Regions from separate parts of the Mus musculus genome. Here regions 2 and 3 are each linked to region 1. The links are chromatin contacts, called in public promoter capture Hi-C maps. All regions are on one chromosome and are shown on one strand. Each heading gives the region's core, a stretch centred on a gene start, on an enhancer-like site or on the middle of the called end of the contact. The rest is flanking DNA. Distances are from core to core; before and after follow the strand shown. Region 1 holds the start of Tmem53 (transmembrane protein 53). Region 2 holds the start of Kdm4a (lysine (K)-specific demethylase 4A). Region 3 holds the start of Tesk2 (testis-specific kinase 2).

Region 1 (4,311 bases), core at 703-3,202:
TACAACAGGCCTGGAACGTTAGCTACTGGGAAAGATTAGAGGATATTGGCAATTTCAAGCTCGTTTGGGCTACAGAGTAAGTTCAAGGCCAGTCAAGACAACTGTCATAAAAGGAAGGCTGAGCTGGTGAGTCGGCTCAGCAGGGAGAAGCACTTACTGACAAAGCACAGGACCTGAGCTAGCGCTCCAGCCCACCCAGAAGGAAAAGAGAACCAACTGCTACCAACTGTCCTCTGACCTGTGCACATACACTACGGTGTGCATGCACACACACAAATAAATAAATATGCAATCAAAGTTAATGCGGGCTGAGTATGACACAGTGGTAAAGCACTTGCCTTAGCACGCATGAGGCCCTGCGTTCAATCCCCCAGTCCTGCCTAAATAAATAAGACTGTCTCTACCCACGTGGGGAGAGAGAGAGTCCCTACCCTCCTGGCCTTGCAGAATGGAGAACCAGCCCTTTGCAGCTGATGGTTCTGCCAAGACAGAAATAGTAACTGACTTCATCTAATGCTATTGTCAAAAATTCTTCAAAAGTCCTTTCACATCTATAAGCCCAACGATCCACCTCTAGGGAGAAACAGATAGTGGCAGTCCTTCCTTCGTGCTTTAGGAGATGAGAGGCCCCTGCCCCATCCTAGATAGATTCCAAGCAAGAAACACACAGTGGGACAGGAGGGCATAGGAAGGGAGGCCTGGGGAGACTTTTTTTGTTTTTGGTTTTGGTTTTTTGGTTTTTTGAGACAGGGTTTCTCTGTGTAGTCCTGGCTGTACTGGAACTCACTCTGTAGACCATGCTGGCCTCGAACTCAGAAAACCGCCTGCTTCTGTCTCCCAAGTGCTGGGATTAAAGGTGTGCGCCACCACCACCTGGCTCTGGGGAGGCTTTTGAAGGAAGCACCCCCTAGCTAAACTTTATGATGAGCTGGACAAGTGCGGGGCAGTGGACTGGAAACACCAAAGAGCAGCATTGGCCGACCTGTACTCCAAGCCTCCTCTGCCCCAGTTTCCAAAAGGGACAACCTTCCATTCTCTGGTCCAACAACTTACACTACTTTACAAGCTACTAATCTTAGGAGGCCTCCCACACATCTTTTTTTAATGATATGGCCTTAGGAGGGTTAAACACACACACACACACACACACACACACACGTTAAGTTTAAATGCCAACTACTAAGCTTACTTCCATCAGGATTCATGCCAAGTCCTTTACACAAATAATCTCAGTTGTGCAACCAGCAATTTTTCCTCAGCTTTGCTCCAGGAAAACTAAAATTCAAAGTTGAAAGTTTGCCGAAGGTCATCCAATTACTAAAGGGATAGGATTTCAACAGAATTCCACCCGGCCTAACCGACCATTCTGTTAACCACTGCCAGGGTGAGCTGAGAAGGGCAGGACTAGGCTTGCTGAGTCCCTTGGCTTTTCTGAGGACCAGAGGCTCCCCCAGGAATCCAAACCTCTGCAAAAATGAAGGATGGGCCTAGTCACACTTGCAAATGAGGAGCGAGAATCCAAAACAAAAGAATTAGAATGAACCTTGAAGGGCCTCCAGCTACAAAGGGAAGCAGAACCTTGAGAACCTGTTGTGGAACAGAAAGACCCTCAGTCGACTGGGGGCGGGGCACGGGGGGCGGGGCTGGGAGCGCCCCGCAAGCTCTAGCCAGCCCTGCGGGACCCCCGAAGGGGGCGGGCCGAGGGAGGGCGGGCCGCAGGGTGGGCGGGGCATCGCTGTTAGGTCACCTTCCCAATCCCCCTCCATACTCTGGCTCCAGCAGGGCTGATCCGGGATCTCGATGCTGTAATCCAGCTCGGCCGAGGCCATGGTGAAGGTGCGGGTCTTCAGCACAGGCCTCCCGCCGGAACTCCCGCAGTTTCACCTCGGCGGGGCCGGGACGCCGCCGGGCCACGCCCCTCCCCGCCCACGCCCAGCGCTGTCCAATCCCCGAGCCGCACTCTGTGACCTCCCTGCCTAGCAACCAGGGAGTCGCTTCGCGCCTCGGGCGGCACCCACTAGCCCGGCCCTAGCAACCGCGCCCCGCCCCTACTGTCTTTGGGCCCCAGCAATTGGCTGACTCTCTTGATCTTGGATCAAGTATTGGTCAGTGGGGCAGCGCTCTCGGAGCGACCGCACCCTCCTGTGAAGGTAAGAGTCGGTGGGAGAGTTGAATGAAGTATTACGGGTCTGCAGAGGGCATCTCAGAACTTTGTCTTCTGGTACTTGGTAGAAAACTTGAACTTGCACCTCTAACTACATCTACCTCCATCGCCAGCAGCAGTTCCCAGGCTGGAGGCAGAAAAAACGAACAAAACAGTGTTAGGCGGCGCGTGCCAACGGGTCCTTCTAAACCTGTGGGTTGAGACTGGTTGCCTGACTGGAAAGGGGTCTTCGGGTAATAAGACATGGCCTTTCATGTGTGAGTCCAAGTAGTTTAGACGAGTACAGGAGTACAGCTTTCTTACATTTAGTAAATATTTTCTGAGCTGGGCATAATGGCGCATGCATTTAATTCCAGCTGTGAGGAGTTGAACTCTGTGAGTTTGAGACCATCCTGATCTATCTCCAGGACAGCCAGGGCTACACAGAGACACCCTGTCCAAAATAAATAAATAAACACATACATGCATACATACATAAACAGAAAAAGAAGCTATTTGGGTGATGGGAATGAGTGGGTATGGTGTGTAGGAGACAGAAACCAGGAGGAAAGTATTGAGGGCTGATGATTAATACGGTAAATAAAACCTCAAAGATGGCACTGGATTTACAAAGAAGTTGTTAGCAACCTTTGCAAGTGCCATTCCAGTGAACAAAAGAGTCAGTGGCTTGAGAGTGAGTGGGAGGTGACAGCATAGTGGTATGTCCCTGGAATCCCAGCCAGGAGTCTAAATGCTTCAAGCCATCCTCAGCTACATAACAAGTTCCAGGCTAGCCTATGCTACATGAGACTTGTCTTAAAAGAAAGAGGGGGGATGGAACACTTGCAAGGCAAGTTATTTTGTCATTCGCTGGCAACCGCTAGGAGGTACAGGCTTTTGTTCAGATGAGAGAGATCCAGCAAAGAGATAAAAGATAAAATCACAGGGGAATTGGGTATGTGAAAGCATATGGCCCCCAACCGTGGGGACTCTCACTTTACACTGCTGAGGAGTAACTGGGGAGATGGCTGAGCTAGTGTGAGGAACCAACTTAGACCCCCAGGACACACATAAAGGCTTCGGGGGCGGGGGGGGGGGGCTGGAGAGATTACTCAGTGGTTAAGAGCACTGACTGCTCTTTTGAAGGTCCTGAATTCAAATCCCAGCAACCACATGGTGGCTCACAACCATCTGTAATGAGATCTGATGCCCTCTTCTGAGGTGTCTGAAGACAGCTACAGTGCGCTTAGATATGATAAATAAATAAATCTTTTTTTAAAAAGCTGCGGGGGGGGTGTGGGGGGGCACACAGCTTTCCCAGAACCGAGGAGGCAGAATCAGGCATATCCCAGAGACTTGCTGGCCAGTCACTTTGGCCAAATCAGCAAGATCCAGATTCAGTGGAAAATCCCTCAAAAAAAAAAAAAAAAATGACAAGTGATGGTGAGATGGCTCAGTGACTAAAGGTGCTTGCTGAGCAAGCCTGGTGACCTGCACTCCCTCTGTGAAGTCACAGAAAGGAGGGAGGACAAAGCCAACTCCACACCATTAACCTTTGACCCTCGGCGCTTGTCCTGTGCCATACATATACCCTCTCTCACAAATACATCATCCACACAGTAACAACAGTGATGCTTTTTACAGATTTATTTATTTCATGTATGTGAGTACGCTGTCACTCTCTTCAGACACACCAGAAGAGGGCACCAGATCCCATTACAGATGGTTGTGAGCCACCATGTGGTTGCTGGGAGTTGAACTCAGGACCTCTGGAAGAGCAGTCAGTGCTCTTAACTGCTGAACCATCTCTCCATCCCCATAACCATAAATAATATTTTTTTAAAAGAGTAAAAAGGTGGAGAGAGATAAAGATACCCAGTGTGGTGGGGTCTGGATGTCAAACTCTCAGCTCCTCCCAGCACCATGCCTCACTGTATACCACCATGTTCCCGCCATGCTGATAATGAACTAGACCTCTGAAAGTGCAAGCCAGCCCCAATTAAATTATTTCCTTTATAAAAGTTGCCATGGTTATGGTGTCTCCTCACAGCAATAGAACATTGACTAAGACAGAAATTGGTACCAAGAGGCAGAGTCTTGCTGGGTGAGACCTGACTGTGCTGCTTATGGGTGCAGTGTGAACTTTGGGACTTTGGATTAGGAAAACA
Region 2 (4,311 bases), core at 1,038-3,537, 930 kb before region 1:
GAAGTCACAGACGTTCACCTGCCTCTGCCTCTGCCTCCTGAGTGCTGGAATTAAAGGCATTGCACCATCAGGTCCACCCAAAATAGATATAATTTTAAGAATTAGAAAAAATGAATATTATCAATTAAAATATTGGGAGTGCCAGGAATCGGGAGGCAGAGGCAGGTGTCTCTCTGGGATCTTGGTAAGTTTGAGAGGCTACCCTGATCTACAGAGGAAGTTCTAGGACAACCAGAGCTACACAGAAAACCCTTACCTTGAAAAATCTATCGATCTATCGATCTATCTATCATAATATATGATCAATATAAATATCACACATATACACACGATAGTTAATGTCCCTTCTCCTTCTCTTCTTCCTTCTTTTGGAGTTGGGGTTTTATGTTGTCCATGCTGGCTTGGAATTTGCTATGTAGCCCAGGATGTCCTTGAACAACTTTTTTTGTTTTGTTTTGAGACAAGTTCTAAAATGTACCCCTGGCTGTCCTGAAACTCCTTATGTAGACCAGGGTGGCCTCAAGCTCACAGAGATCCACCTGTCTCTGTCTCCCAAGATCTGTAATTAAAGACGTGCCACCATGCCCAGCTATGAACTTCTGATTTTCTTGCCTCTACCCCTCAAGGGCTAAGATTGGTAGGCTTGTGCCATGATGCCCACATATCTATCTCTGTATCTCTCCCTCTTATATATAGAGACAGGGTTTCTCTGTATAGCCCTGGCTGTCCTGGAACTCACTTTGTAGACCAGGCTGGCCTCAAACTCAGAAATCTGCCTGCCTCTGCCTCCTGAGTGCTGGGATTAAAGGCGTGCACCACCATGCCCGGCTGCATCTCTCCCTCTTAAGAAAGAGTCTTACTATGTAACTCTGGTTATCCTGGAACTACCTATTCCAGGCTGGCCTCTCATTTTTTTTAAAGCACCCTTTTCATCAGATATGTGCCTAGATATTTAACCCATAGCATTCTATGAAGTATCTCCTTTTAGTTAACATTGGTAAACTCTTGCCATCCATCTCAACTCTCCTGAATTTGTTCCCCTTGAAAAATCCAGGCATGGACGAGAAGTTGTTTAAAAACTTTTTTTTTTTTTTTTTTTTGGTATTTTTTGAGACCGGGTTTCTCTGTATAGCTCTGGCTGTCCTGGAACTCACTTTGTAGACCAGGCTGGCCTCAAACTCAGAAATCTGCCTGCCTCTGCCTCCCAAGTGCTAGGATTAAAGGCATGTGCCACCACCGCCCAGCTTACTTTTTTTTTTTTTAACCTATTTATTTAGTGTGTTTGTGGCGGCGGTGACACTGCAATCCACTAAAGTCAGAGGACATCTTGTGAACTTGTATTGATTCTCTCCTTCAACAGCTTACCTCAGATCATAAGACTTGTGCCTTTCCTCTCAGTCATCTCTCTGTACCGAAGGGTTGGTTTTGAAAGCAGTTCAAACACAATACAACTCTTCTTCCCGGTGCTATCGGGAATTTTGCTCATGTTTTATGCCCTAGTGAGTTCTCCTCCTTATTTGACTTATAAGGGTGTTAACCTCTCTTTCTTCATCGTCCTTGACAATCTGGGAACTCCTTAAGGCTGCTCACAGCCTCTCAGGAACTGCTCCTAATGACTTCTAGGGATCCTGTTCGGCCCCCTGAAGTGCCTTTAATGATTCTTAGAATCACCCTGTTCGCTCCAAGAGCTGCTAATGACCCCAAATTTTCGCTCAAGGGGAGCCGCTTTTAAAAAGCCTCAGGGATATCTTCCTTCAGGATCTGTCCTAATGACCCCCCAGGGCTCCTTCTCCTGGAGCAGATCTTTACCTAACCCGCCTTGCCAGCAGGCGAGGGGCTTCTTAGAGAAGAGAGTCAAACTGAGAGTACTGGGCAAACTTGGACATGCTGGTCACGTTCTCTGAACTCCTTGACTTTAGAAACTTTCCCGGAGGTCTTCCATCGCCTTTATATCTTAGGCAAAGGAGTTACTCCAAGAAAATTAGGCTTATCCTTTCGCTAGAAACATCCTATAACCACCTGCTCGCCCTTCCCCATAACCGGCTAGCCCATTTCAGGGTATTCGCTTCTTTCTACCCAGCTTAACTATGGAGATCTGAGTCAGCCTCTGATAGGCTAACTCTGGATCCAGCCCTGATGCTCAGTGGCCCCAGTCCCCGGAGGCTCAGCGTTTTCTCCTGGCAACAGCTCGAGACGACGCTCATAGGCTAAGCGGACTCGTAGTTCCAGACGCCGAGTCGGTGTAGTGAGTGTTCATTGGTTAGCTGAGGACCTAAAGCCATTCTTGGGTTGGTTGACTATGGGCTCTGTGAGGCTGCGCAGAGTCAGACTTTAAAGGAGGCGGAGCTCTGTCTTTCGCCCTCAAGAAAGACAGTGGGATCGGCGAGTGGCGACAACAGCAATCGGGCCTGAGCCCTGCTAGGGCTTTAGGCTCCAGGTGAGAGCCATCGGGTTTTGGATTCCCCAAGGGGTTGATGCTGCCAAAACCCTTGGCCGTGAGCTCCAGTGGGGGAGGGTGGTGAGGTGGGTCTTTCTGTGCTCTGTGATCGACATGGGGTTTGAGCAATAGAGAAAGGAGCTTCTAAAATAAGTTTTGCGATTGGTTCTTTCCAATCTCTAGTGGCCAATGGGCGTCGGGAGAGGGGGGCGGGCCCACTGGGCCTTATTTTCTTCTTCCTGCGGCCGGGCCTCCCTCGCCTAGGCGGTGGGGCCGGGAGGGGCAGTGTCTGTAAGTGGTGTGTGGGGACACTGGGAACCGGGCTGCCTTTGGAGGGATGCCGCGGGGGTGGCTGCGGGGGCGGAGAGTGCGGGAGTTTCAGGTCACTGTTAGCAACAGCTGCCTTTATGGAGTGCTTACCGGGCCTAGCGTTTAGGGCTCGCTTGCATCATCTAAGTTAATCATACGATCCATCAAGGCAGGGGTTTGGGGTCCCCATTTTGCAGGTGGAGAAACTGAGACTCATCCAGTCCATTCACACAGCCAAGGTGTTAAAAAGTGACAGAGATCAGACCGGTATTCAGAGTTTTCACTCTAGAGCCGAAGGTTTAGCTCCCGGTACTCTTTGCTTTGTTGCTGAAGGCGGACGGGAAGGTGCCCCAGACCAGATTTCCCCAAGGGAATAGATCGCGGGAATGGAACCCTAGAGTTAAAGTAATGGGATGATCCGCTAAAGTGAGCAGAGGATATGAGTTATTCAGCAGTTACTGAGTGCCTACTTTGTGGCGAGCATTGTTCTAGCTTCTGGACACACAAAGATAAACAGAGCTAGAGGCAGATGAAGCAACATTGTGACCACCTTTGAAGCCCAGGGGAGGAGCCCCAGTCTGATATTTATGATACCTTTTTGTAAAAATTTCAAAAGTAGAATATATTGAAAATTTCCTTTTAAAAGGAAAAGTCTCCTAAATTGAATAGGCTTCAAGTTCCTCCACACTTTCAGAGAAGTCTTAGTTCATGTAAGTATTAGAGCTGAGGTAGCAGAAAGTGGTAGAAGATGCTTTAGAGGGGGCACTTTGGATACATTTCCTGGTATGTAAAGCAGGGATAACAGTATATCTTTTATGCAAAGTTAATGAAAAATGCCTAGCCAGAAATCCCTCCCTTGGAGTGGAATGGAAACCCAAGAGTTACCATGACAGGGTTTCTGTTTAATGCCCTGGAGTTTGCCTCCATGCTGCTTCCCAAAACCCATGCTAGGTTGTGGGCAGGTTGTAGGCAGCTTTCTCCTGTATAGTGAGTAGGACTGCCAGTGGCTTTGAGGAAACAGAACTCCTGGGCTGTGAGTGAGGAGGTCCAGTGAAGGACATACCAGTTTTGCTTCTAAACTGGCTCCTTTTTAGCATGCATTGTCTTTTTCTGGTTGTGGCGATTGTGGCGATCTGTTGTATTACCAACACTGGGTTTAGGCTCTGCCCACTTACTTGAGGACCTCATCCAAAAATGTCTATGTATTTTCTCCCGGCAGTTGGGGAGTGTGCCCTGTATTGCCAGCTCATTGCCTGCTTTCAGTGCAGTTGAGCCATCGGAGTTCATTGAGTACTGCTGAAACCATTTTGATTTAGATAGAAGAGTTTCCCTTCAGTGTTTTAAACTCCTAACATACTGTTACTATCAAAGTACTTTTAAAACTTGAACCCCCTGAAGCCTTAGAGTCTGCAGCTAAGTGACTTCTCAGTGGTTTAGAATCTTGTGATGCCGTGCTCCAGAAAACAGCCCATAGGAAGCTTTTTAGAAGCTCTGGCTGTCCTAGAACTCATTCTGTAAACCAGGTTGACCTGCCTCTGCCTCCTGAGTACTGGGATTAAAGGAGT
Region 3 (4,311 bases), core at 788-3,287, 530 kb after region 1:
AAGGGTCTGACACCCTTTTCTGATCTCTGAGGGCACCTTCACACATGTGCACAAACATACACACAGGCACACACTTACACACCATACAGCATGATCCACATAGTGAGTTCCAAATCAGTCAGGGCTACACTGCGAGATTCTGTCTGAAACCAAACCAACAGAAGAAGCACTCATCACATAAAATAAAAATAAACCTAAAAACAACAAACCCTTGCTATTTCCCACTGATGATTCCCATGGCTATAACGCTCATGTCAGAAACTCACCGCAGTTCCGTCAACCTCCAGAGAAAGCTGATTTATCTACAGATAACTGATCACAATAAAAATAAGACCAGTCTAGTGTGATAACACGCATAATTCCCGGCTGGCCTACCCTCAAACAAGCAGAAAAAGAGAGAAAGAAGGCAGATGTGCTGCTCACTGCCGCCTGCCTTCCACTTACTCCTAAATCCGTGGGCTGACCACTGCATTACAACCACCAGATTATCAAAACTGCCTTTGAAAGAAAACAAGTCACTTCCTAATTGCCAGACTCGTGGCTTCACACTCTCCTGCTGCTTGACCTGGGAAGCGCCTGGTATCCCCCTCCCTTCTGGAGACTGTCTTTGGCTTCTGTGATACTGCCACAGTGTTCTAGCTCTCTTCAGTGTCTGTTATCCTCAGCAATGCTGCCTCTGTCCACAGCCCAATTCTCCGCTTTCTGGAGTACTACGAGGGGGTGCTAAGGTTTCAAGTATTCCTATTTAATTCCAATTTATGTCTTTAGAGCCTAACTTAATCAGTTCTATGAGCAACTTTCCACCTCTATTTGAAAAACTCGGGTTGAACTTGTCCACAACCCAACTTATCATTCTTCAGATCTACTTCTTTACATTGTTAGCACCACCAACCCAATACCATAAACCAATGAGAAAGCCCTTATGTAGAAAAGCAGAAAGCAAAAAACCCTCTAAATTCTATTCTAAAATTCTTGGAATTTCATGCCATTCTCTTCATTTTCCACAACTATTCCAGTCCATTCATCCTCTTCTCACGCACAAAACACAGCAGCCTCCTGACTACCTGGGCCTTCTGCCCTCCGGTCTTACTTTCAATCTTTCTTTCACATTTTCCAGAGATAATCCATATCAAACTCCTGCTTACAACCTTCAATGGCTCCGTATGCCTACAAATAAAGTCCAAATTCTTTAACAAGTTTTTCTCAGAGGTTTAAATTAAAAGGTTTTTCAATTGGACTAATCTGGCTTTTATTTCCAACTAAATCAGAATCGTAGTTTAGATAAGAGTCTTCTTCAAAATGAAGGGTAAGAACGTGAATAAAAAGGAGAGAAGTCTCTTAGGATAGGAGTCAGGGTGGTTAGGAGAGATGAGCACGTTTCGGAGGGAATCCAGATCTCAGAGGGAGAAGGGGGCTCGGAGACTAGTGAGGCACACTCAGTAGGGGAACGGGACGTGAAGGATTCCACAACTTCACAAGTGAGGAAGGTCAGACACAAACAACCCTTTTGAGTATAACGTCCAATGGGTTCTTGACCCCTGAGACGAGGTGGGGACTGTCCCGGGACCCGGAGGGAACTGAGAAGGAAAGGGGGAGAGGGGCAAGAGACAGTCCCCGCTTCTTTGAGAATCTCAAGTACAGCACCGGATTGTCCAGTGCTCAGCGACCCATGAGCCAAGCTGCGCGCAGGGCAGGGATGCCGAGCCTTGGTCCCCAGGCACTCTCCCGACGTTACCTGAGGCACAACTGAGCCGCGGAGGGGGCGTCTGCGCCGGCCAGAGGGTAAGGGAGGCAGCGGCCCAGAGCGAGCATAGCAGCTCCCGGCCGCGGCTGTTTAGCCTGCGGAGGAGGTGAGGGTCCCTTGGGCAGAAGCCGGAGATTGCTCAGGGCCAGCGGCGGCGCAGGAGCTGGAGGCTACTGCCATGGCCTTGCGGTCTGAGCTGCTTTCCCCCGCCTACTCGGCGGGGCCCGGAGGCGGATCACCGCTGGGACTGAGAAGGCAGCTGGAAACTCTCGGCTCCCCGCCGGTGAGTGTCTGAAACGCCTGGGGGGCAGGGGGCTGGGGGCGGGGCCCCGTGAGCTCCGCCCCCTCCTCAGGCCTCCCTCAGAGCAGCCAATCAATCGTCAACCTTTGACAAACGAGCTAATAGAGTTGCCCAATTAACGTTAGGAATGCCACGTGGTACGAGGGTGGGCACAATGGGCGTACAGAAAAGCCAATCAGCAACGCTCGGCGCCAACTCTTAGAAGATGAAGGGAACCAATAGGAAGAGAGTGGAGTTAAAAACAGAGGGGACAGTGTGTTGAAAAAGCGGAACCGGAGAGAATTCACCTTGGGGAAAACCTAGTCTAAAGAGTCTCAGAGGGCGGGACACAAGAGAGACCAATCAAACCCCCCCAAACAGAAGCGAATGGTAAATTAATTAAGCCAATTAAACAAGCACTAAACTGGCGCGGCTTTTGAATAAGGTGTTCTGCTGGATCGAATGCAGTGTCCTGCAGGAACGCAGTATATTGACAAGCTAAAATTAGCACATAATTCCTAACAACTTGAGAAAGAGCAGTAAGTATAACTTAAACGAAATGCCAAAGGGAGAGATTGAATTCAGGGAAGGCTTAGAGGATTGGTATCACCAGCTAGATGGAAAGGAGAGATATGAAAGATCTTCGAAGGGAATAACAATTCTACCCAACTGTTCATCAGGTACAGATTTCCTCACACTTTCCATAGCCATGGATCTCAAGGGTTCATAATTTTATAGCTGAACAGACTGCTAAAGAAGAATAAGAGCAGTGGGATATAGGTCTTACTCCCAACGGTTTAGGGGCCTCCCTTCAGAAATCTTTAGCATGTGAGACATAATTAAAATATGTCTAGGAGCCGAGCATGGTGGCGCACGCCTTTAATCCCAGCACTCAGGAGGCAGAGGCAGGCGGATTTCTGAGTTCGAGGCCAGCCTGGTCTACCGAGTGAGTTCCAAGACAGCCAGGGCTGCACAGAGAAACCCTGTCTCGAATAACAAAAAAAAATAAATAAATAAATAAATACTAGGGGCAGAAAGCAATGGTAATGTACCATGTGGTCCAGGGTTCAATTCCCAGCACTGAAAATAATAACACCAATGGAATGTAGTGCTACTGACAGCTGAGTTTATGAAAATGTATAGTAGGAAATAAAATTGCAAGAGGCTGAACATGAGTGGAGTTTAAATAATAAAATTATCTTTTTATTTTAAATGCTGTGTGATTTATCCTTGAACAGAAGCATAACCTAAACAGGGAATTGTTTGAGGAAGAGTAATTAGCTCACAGAATCTCTGAAGGGAGGTACTCAGGCACAGTTCTCTTGGCCTGTTCAGGATCTTTCTGACATAAATTATGTGCTGCCACCTGGTGGCAGTTCAGACCCACTGTTCCACCGTTGTCCTTTAACATTTCTGTTGAAAGATTTGGCACCCTTGCAAGTGTGTCTCCCATAGAGCTTGATACAAACAGTTGATAAATACTACTGGTAGCAATCGGAGCTAATGCCACCATGCCAGATAAATTATCTGCCCAGTGAAAGACAGAGAGAGGCTTGGCGAAAAGGCTTGTGTTAAATGTGGATCTAAATAACAAAAATTTTTTAAATTTGGGGCTGGAGATGCAGTCCATTTGGCAGTGTTAGTATGCACGGCGCCCAGATGTGGTGTCACACTCCTATCAAATCACCATTCAGAAAGTGGAGGCAGGATTTCAGGAGTTCAAGGTCATCCTCAGCTAGATATGGAGTCTAGACCAGCCTGGGACACTTGATACCTGGCCTCAAAATAAAAACTATTAAATAGAGGAAGGAGGAAAAACAACAACACCAAGGGTTCAAGTAGTTACCGTGCAAACCTGAGGAAGAGTCTGTCATCCCAGCACTCCTGGAAGGTGGGAGGCAAAGACCAACACCAGAGCTGCCTCCTAATCCCAACATGTACTCGGTAGCATGAATGTACACAAACAAGCCAGGTATGGTCTACATACCTATAATACCTGGGGTGTGGCGACAGGAGGAACAAGGCCACCTTTGGCTATATAAAGAGTCTAAAGCAAGCCTGGACAACACAGGATTCTGTCATATACACACCAAAATAAATCAATAAAATAAAACTGGGTCTGAAGCTAAGTATGATATCACTGTATCACTTGTAATCCTGGCAATCAGGAGACTCAGGCAGGATGGAAACAAGTTTGAAGCCAACCTGAGCTACAGAGTTCTGAGTCAGTCCAAGTAAATGCATACTACATACTACATACTAAATGAAAACAGGGCTGAAGAGATGG

What was found. Promoter capture Hi-C pulls out the DNA fragments that hold promoters and counts their contacts. Capture Hi-C pulls out chosen DNA fragments and counts their contacts.
Region 2: a contact with region 1 is called in a promoter capture Hi-C map of pre-B cells. The contact joins the promoter of Kdm4a here to the promoter of Tmem53 in region 1. A contact is called at or near these places in 3 of 39 promoter capture datasets (the 3T3-L1 cell line, 3T3-L1-derived adipocytes and pre-B cells).
Region 3: a promoter capture Hi-C map of adipose tissue shows a contact between it and region 1, with 2.1 times the contacts expected there. The contact joins the promoter of Tesk2 here to the promoter of Tmem53 in region 1. A contact is called at or near these places in 2 of 39 promoter capture datasets (liver and pre-B cells), 1 of 115 datasets of contacts at active chromatin or transcription factors (pancreatic cancer cells) and 1 of 9 other capture datasets (adipose tissue).

The regions. Positions count from the first base shown.
Region 1 is chr4:117,249,592-117,253,902 of GRCm38.p6, reverse strand. Tmem53 (transmembrane protein 53) reads right to left here and starts at 1,952. Exons shown (of 3, transcript NM_026837.3): 1 at 1,769-1,952. The coding sequence starts at 1,829. It overlaps Armh1 (armadillo-like helical domain containing 1), which reads left to right and starts at 1,986. Exons shown (of 13, transcript NM_001145637.1): 1 at 1,986-2,150.
Region 2 is chr4:118,178,019-118,182,329 of GRCm38.p6, reverse strand. Kdm4a (lysine (K)-specific demethylase 4A) reads left to right here and starts at 2,287. Exons shown (of 22, transcript NM_001161823.1): 1 at 2,287-2,437.
Region 3 is chr4:116,718,681-116,722,991 of GRCm38.p6, reverse strand. It overlaps Tesk2 (testis-specific kinase 2), which reads right to left and starts at 2,037. Exons shown (of 11, transcript NM_146151.4): 1 at 1,736-2,037.